Regions from separate parts of the Lactuca sativa genome. Here region 2 is linked to region 1. A link is a contact called in public Hi-C data. All regions are on one chromosome and are shown on one strand. Each heading gives the region's core, a stretch centred on a gene start, on an enhancer-like site or on the middle of the called end of the contact. The rest is flanking DNA. Distances are from core to core; before and after follow the strand shown.

Evidence for each region. Hi-C and Micro-C count contacts between places; a contact is called where the count stands out from the background.
Region 2: a contact with region 1 is called in a Hi-C map of leaf, with 5 times the contacts expected there. The contact joins the promoter of LOC111886302 here to the promoter of LOC111886321 in region 1. A contact is called at or near these places in 2 of 4 Hi-C or Micro-C datasets (both in leaf).

Annotation. Positions count from the first base shown.
Region 1 is chr2:103,696,726-103,700,116 of Lsat_Salinas_v11, reverse strand. It overlaps LOC111886321 (shewanella-like protein phosphatase 2), which reads right to left and starts at 1,703. Exons shown (of 2, transcript XM_042899140.2): 1 at 418-1,703. The coding sequence starts at 1,536.
Region 2 is chr2:104,018,588-104,021,978 of Lsat_Salinas_v11, reverse strand. LOC111886302 reads right to left here and starts at 1,558. Exons shown (of 10, transcript XM_023882540.2): 1 at 1,057-1,558; 2 at 865-962; 3 at 720-802; 4 at 549-628; 5 at 356-453; 6 at 1-62. The coding sequence starts at 1,179.

The sequences.
Region 1 (3,391 bases), core at 454-2,953:
ATTATCGCCTCCAAAGTGGACCATCATGTTAACTTCATTTTTAGTTTAGATGCTAATCAACAATAATAAATAATAATCACTTAAACCTACTTTAATCCTTCAGCCGAGAGATTTTAACAGTAAAATGATTAACATAATTAAACCAAAAACTCAAGTTATAATTTTCCCCCAGATTTAATTTTCCAATTTAGAACCTCTCTAGCTATGAAACATTGTTGAATGTATGTCTTTGATTGCAACTTTGGAGTAATGAAATTCGTTTGCAAACTCAACGTAAATCAAATAAAAATCAGAACTTTCTTAACTATGCTTACAATCTCAATAATTTTCTAATTGATTAACAAGACTCAGTAATGTGTACATCTTGAGTGCTAAATTCAATTGTAATAAAAGAGAATATTAGGATTAAGCCTCAACCTGAATTGGTCGTGTTTCATGCTGCTTACGCATCATCAAATCGTGCCTATTCTGATCATACGCCGGATTTGATGTCAAGATTCGTAGACCAGAATCCTCACTGATCTCCAGAACCTCAGGCAACCCGTCAATACACCCCTTAGACATACCAACATCAATCCTTATCGCTTTGTTATTGCAAGATGCGTTTATACCACCCTTCTGAATAGTATGACCCATGATCATCCTCCTTGCACCCGGAATAGTCGCAAGAACATGTTCCAGCATACTACAATCGCAATCTTCAGCCACTTCGTTAGAAAATTTTCTTAGCCAAACAACTGAGCTTCGGGACATGACTAAATCCGAAGATACAGTCTCTTTCAATCCAGTAATCCAATCCCTCACCTCTTCGTTAATCCGTTCCAATCCATAAGCAACATGGTGAGGTAAGATCCCTCCATGAACAAACACGGACTCCCCAACAACAAGCACAGTCATGTTTTTAGACAAAAACCTACTTGCTATAGGACCCTGAGGTCTCAATGCAGCAATCCTTGCTCTAAACCCGTTTACGTATTCTTGTTTAACGCCAGGGAAACTTGTAGGTATCCCATCGTATATATCTTTAGGTTTCTCTAGTCCATCGCATAATCGCTTCATGTTGTTGCCTATAGTAAACCAATCAGCCCAATTTTGAAATTCATCAAGCCCAGATGGATCAGTACACCAAAAATCACCATAAACATTCATGATTTCGTGATTGCCGTTCATAGTGATGACATTACCGCCGACCTTCGCAGCCTGTCGTTTTAGTTTCTCGAGGAAGTAAAGGATTTTGAGTTCTTGTCCACCACGATCGAGGACATCTCCGACTTGTACAAGAGTGGAGGAGCCACCGGACCACTGGTCTTGGGAGTCGATGAGACCAGCAAGACGGAGGGCTTGTTTGGATTTGCGAAGGTCGCCATGAAGATCACCTATGGCTATTAGACGATTAGGGGAAGGGTAGGAGGTTTGAAAAACGGGAGGAGATGGTGGGTCGGGAAGGAAGATCTCGCTGACCGAAAAGTCGACGAAAGTGTCGACAAATGATGAATAGAGATTGGGCAGGTTTTTGCAGGTGTTGTCTGCATCCATTGTTTCTTGTTATGAAGAAAGGAAGAAGAACTGGGTGTAGTGGAGTTGTTTTTGTATGTGTCGGGCATTTGTTTATCGATCTCCAATATTGACTGTAAAGTCACGAACTTTCTCCGAAGGTAGCCATATATTATTATAATGAAATTCAGGAAATTGTGATCAGACCATTCGGTATCACAGAGGTTTCCGTGTTCCAAGGGCGGATCTAGAATTTCAAAATCGCACTCTATGTCAAAGAAACAATTTCAAAGGGGGGAAATATATATACCTATGTAAAAAAATGGGAAAAATACATATATCTATATAAAAAAAATTTAAACCATTGCGGGCATGGACCCCTTTACTCCCTTCTTAAATCTGCCTTGCAGCGGTCTATGCGGCAACGGACCACGGCTACGAACACCACCCAGGTCTTTCGTTTTGGCTCGTGATCGTTGTCCAATATGGTGCAGACAACGACAGATCACGACTAGTGAAAACTCTTTGCTTTGACATGATGGTTGACCATTGTAATAGCTAATTTTGATTTTTCATTTTTTCATTTAATTTTTACCGATATAAATATTACTAAAAACCGTCTAATTTTTCATACAATTATTCTCTCTTTATTCACATTAACACATTTGTATTGTTCTTAAATTCAAAAACTGAGGACCCCCAAAATAATGAATTTGTTAGAAGAGGAAGAAGAGAAGTTAACAGAAACATGATTTAGGTTTCGGAAGAAGAAGATGCTCAAATGTCTAGTTCTTTTGGGGAAAAGTTCGAAGCGTTTCCTATGATTTAATGGGTTGTGTAAATCAAAATGTTGATGAAGTATGTTCGAAATGATGCGATATGAAGGTAAAATGTTGCGAATTCAATGGAATTTACAACTTTATTATAAACAATCTACACAAAAACGATATCGATCCAGTTAATGTGGTCATGGATCAATATGAAAACACAAAACAAAAACATTTTCCACATCTCAATGTTTGGCAAAATTTGAAGAATTCCTCAAAATAGAATAACATTGTTTAAAAAAAATAGGATTACGGGTAGTTGTATTTGTTTATATTTTTTTAATGTGTTCTTTATTTTTATTTTAAATTGTCGTTTTTGTTAAATTAATGTAATGTCTTTTTTTGTTGAATGAAAAACTAGTTTTAAAAAAAATCTATGTTATTATTGTATTTTTGAATTAAATTATAGAAAAAATATGTGGAGTAGCATGTTAGTGATAGGTACCCCATGGGTTTATTGACGGGATGCGGTGATGCGGTGGCACACGCCATTATAATGGTGTAGAGGATATACCAGATGACTTTATATTAACTTGTGAGGGTGTGGAGGATATAAATTGCAGGGATGAACAAGGTGAGATATACCATTAACTTCATTGATATTAGCTAAATATAAACACCGTCATCTATCATGTACCAAATAAAAATCTATTCAATGTTGAGGTACCACTAGGGAAGGGAAAGAATCATACAAATGGTATCATCTATATCAAAGTTTTCGTTTCGAACTAAGTATTCGATATGGAAATGTTTACAATATTTTTATTAAGTCTCTTACTTGTTATAAAAATTTCGAATGGCTTTATCCTGGCATAGTTATAGAGAGAAACTGATTAAAGGGATTGTGAAACTAACTCCAGGGGTAGTTATGAGCACTACAGATTGAATTAATAAATGTTAAAGAGAGGTTCTTTAAATAAAATCCCCCTTTTATTTTATTTGAGCTTGTGTTTATCCAATATGTGAGGTGTTAGGTGGTTTATGTTCGTATTACTAACATCAATTAATGGATGGATATGGAAATGTTGATCTATGTAATAAGATTCCCATGATGAGTCCTCCTAACTTCT
Region 2 (3,391 bases), core at 309-2,808, 320 kb before region 1:
CTGATGTTAAACCTCCAAGGCTTTCAGGAATGGATCCATTACAGAAATTGTATGAAAGATCCCTGTTTTATATACAATAAAAATACAATAAAATATCTTTTATTTAACCATTTCATAACTAATATATATATATATATATATATATATATATATATATATATATATATATATATATATATATATATATATACACACATATATATAACATCTTTTCACACAACAAATCAAATACTCATTTTTCATTCAAATGTGAATAAATTATACCGACAATACTCACAATAAATTATACAGCAAAATATCTATTATTTAACCACGTTAGCAAACATTCCCTGCAATTAACCATAAGAAACATCACCTGTCATTGAAATGAACAAATGTCAACCACAATGACAGTGTTAAGGTTATAAACTCAAAATTTGTACGTAACCAGTGAATCCTAACCCTCCTTTGGCCCTGATTCACACACATACATCAAGGATGAAACAAAAGATAAGTAACATACAATGGATGATTTACATGTGTACAGTTTGCTAAATGAAGAATCTTACAGGTGTTTCACCCTTTACTACTGGTGGAGCATATTCAGGATCAGTGGGTTCAGCAAAGTGGCTAACAAATTGGGCCATGCCTTTTCAAATGAAAATAGAAGCAAATCAATTAGATTTTTCAACCTACAATGTATGAATTAGAATTTAAATAGTATAACATGTATGACATACCTGTGTATCGTGGACATTTTCTCTTCTCAGGAGGTGGTCTATACTCCAGAGGAGGTCGTGGCTCAAAAAGCTTTAACAGATTACTTCAGACACCCCCAAAATAAGTCAGCAAAGTTGAAAAAATTAGATATGAGAAATTACAAACCTGGAAACTTCAGTAGCATTAGCTGCATGAACAACTGTAGAGGCAGGTCGAGATGCAGATAGAACTGCAGCTTCTTCATTGTTTGACTTTTTAAACTCCTATATAAACCACTAATATTTAAATGGAAGAGTGGCCTTAGTGAAGCAAAGTAGGAAGAGAAGCGATTTAGGATTTAATGGATATTGTGGTTACCGGTTGTTCTGAAGATGGCTCGATTGGTGGCAGACATCCTCGTTCCTGACTTTTAGGTTTTTTTGGTAGCAATGTTTTTGTTGAGAGAAGCTTCCGATGTTGCATCGTCGACGGTGGCGACATGGTGGAGGAGTTGCAGACAAAAATCGATCTCAAAAAGATGAAAATCGTGGCTGTAGAACTTCACATACCTTCAAAATTGAAGCCAAAAATCTGAAAATTATGAAGTCGTCGTCGGTTGCTGAATGATTGGAAATGATTGAATCTTTTTCAATTAATGGTAAAACTTGATGGAGGTGTCTCGATCGTAACAGGTAAGCCAGAAAGTGGAGAAGAAGCTCCTTGGCATCGTGTACTACAATTGTGATCGAAGAAAGCGAAAGTCGAATGAGAAACATGAGAAGAGGGGATAGGAATGGAGAAGCATCTGAGGCGGTTGATCGGTGTACAAATTAACCCCAGATAAGAACACGTGAAGAGGCACTAATCATAATCTGATTGGGTCGAGAAGCGGTGAACCTAAGCAGAAACAACACGTCTCCATCAAGATTATAAAAAATAGCAAAATATACCCCTAAAAGAAAGAGGCCAATAACAAATGAAACTACAGGGACCAAAAGAGACAAATTACCTCCATTTTAGTGTTAAAATTTTTCACAATCTTAATATATATATATATATATATATATATATATATATATATATATATATATATATATATATATATATATATATATATATAAAACTTGTACCTATAACAAGTCGTCGGGATTGATATTTCACACGGGTTGTCATGTGGGAAGTCGATGACAAGTCGTGGTAATAGCTGTCCAAAATCTAGATTGTTTTTATTTTCTACACCATAGAATAAAAATATATGGAAATTACATTTGTGGTAATTAATATCGACGATTTGTTGTTGGCATAGGTTTTTTGAAGACCACAAAAAAATTCATCGTTACCAGCAAATCAGTGGCGACGACATATCATTGGCATAATTATTCAGGTCAAACAAATTTGGTCAAAGTTTGTAGAAGCTACTGCGACGACATGTCGTCCGCATACCCTACTTGTAGCGACGACAATATTCGTGAATAGTCACCATAGGTAGTTATTAGGTGTAAATTTAATAAAAAAAATCCTTATAGGAATGTACTTCTGATCAACCTAAAGGTCATGTGGTCACGTGATCACGAGTTCATAGGTTTTTCTAACGACACTTTTATATATATATATATATATATATATATATATATATATATATATATATATATATATATATATATATATATATAAAAGGTAATGAAACTATCTGATACCATGGTGGGTCACTTGACCCACCTTTTTTGTATTTTATTTATAATAAGTTATATAACATTAAAGTTCGTGACCTATCTAAAAAAATTTAAATGAACAAATTAATATTTTTGACAAAAAGATGTATAAATTAGATTTTTAAAGCACAGATGCTATGTTTCAATATCTCAATGTTTTTAATATATAATCTAATATTATTCATAGTCCAATACAAGTTAAACAAAATAATAATAATAATAATAAGAGACCTGAATAATAATTCATCAAGGCCGTTTCACAGTACATGACGTTTCAACCCTTCACAGTTGTCGATCTAATTTTGTCTATTGGTTGTTGCAACCGCCGATAAGTTATTTTACTTTGTTAACTTTGTGAGCACTAAAAATATGTGGAAGTTATATTTTCAATTTTATGAGCATTAAAGTCACCGTATTGATATGATAGTAATTTAGTTCAATGTAGACCATAGGTTAAATTGCATTCGATCATTGCTATTTTTTTAATTATTGTTTGTTAATACTTATTTCATGATCATCAAAGCTATTGAATGTTTGTTAATATTTAAGAGTGAAAATTTTCACTTTTTTGATTGTTTCGTGATTCCACGATAAGTTTTTTTATTGTTTCAAACTCTCAGTATTATAAAGTATTAATAATGATAGAGTAAATTACTAAAATCGTCCCTATGGTTTGGTCAAAATTGCACGTTTGGTCCCTAACTTTTCTTTTGCACTCGGATCGTCCCTATGGTTTTATTTTGTTGAGTTTTTCGTCCCTTGCATACATAAAGTTAGGGACCAAATGTGCAATTTTGACCAAACAAGAGGGACTAAAAATGAAATAAAGTCAAACCATACGGATGATCCGAGTGCAAAATAAAAGTTAGGGACCAAACATGCAATTTTAATCAAACTATAGGGACGATTTCAATAATTTTGCTATAAATGTGAAAATATATCAAAATATAAGACATCGTTGAGTACAATTGTAGGAATTGTTTTGCTACATTTTGACCTGA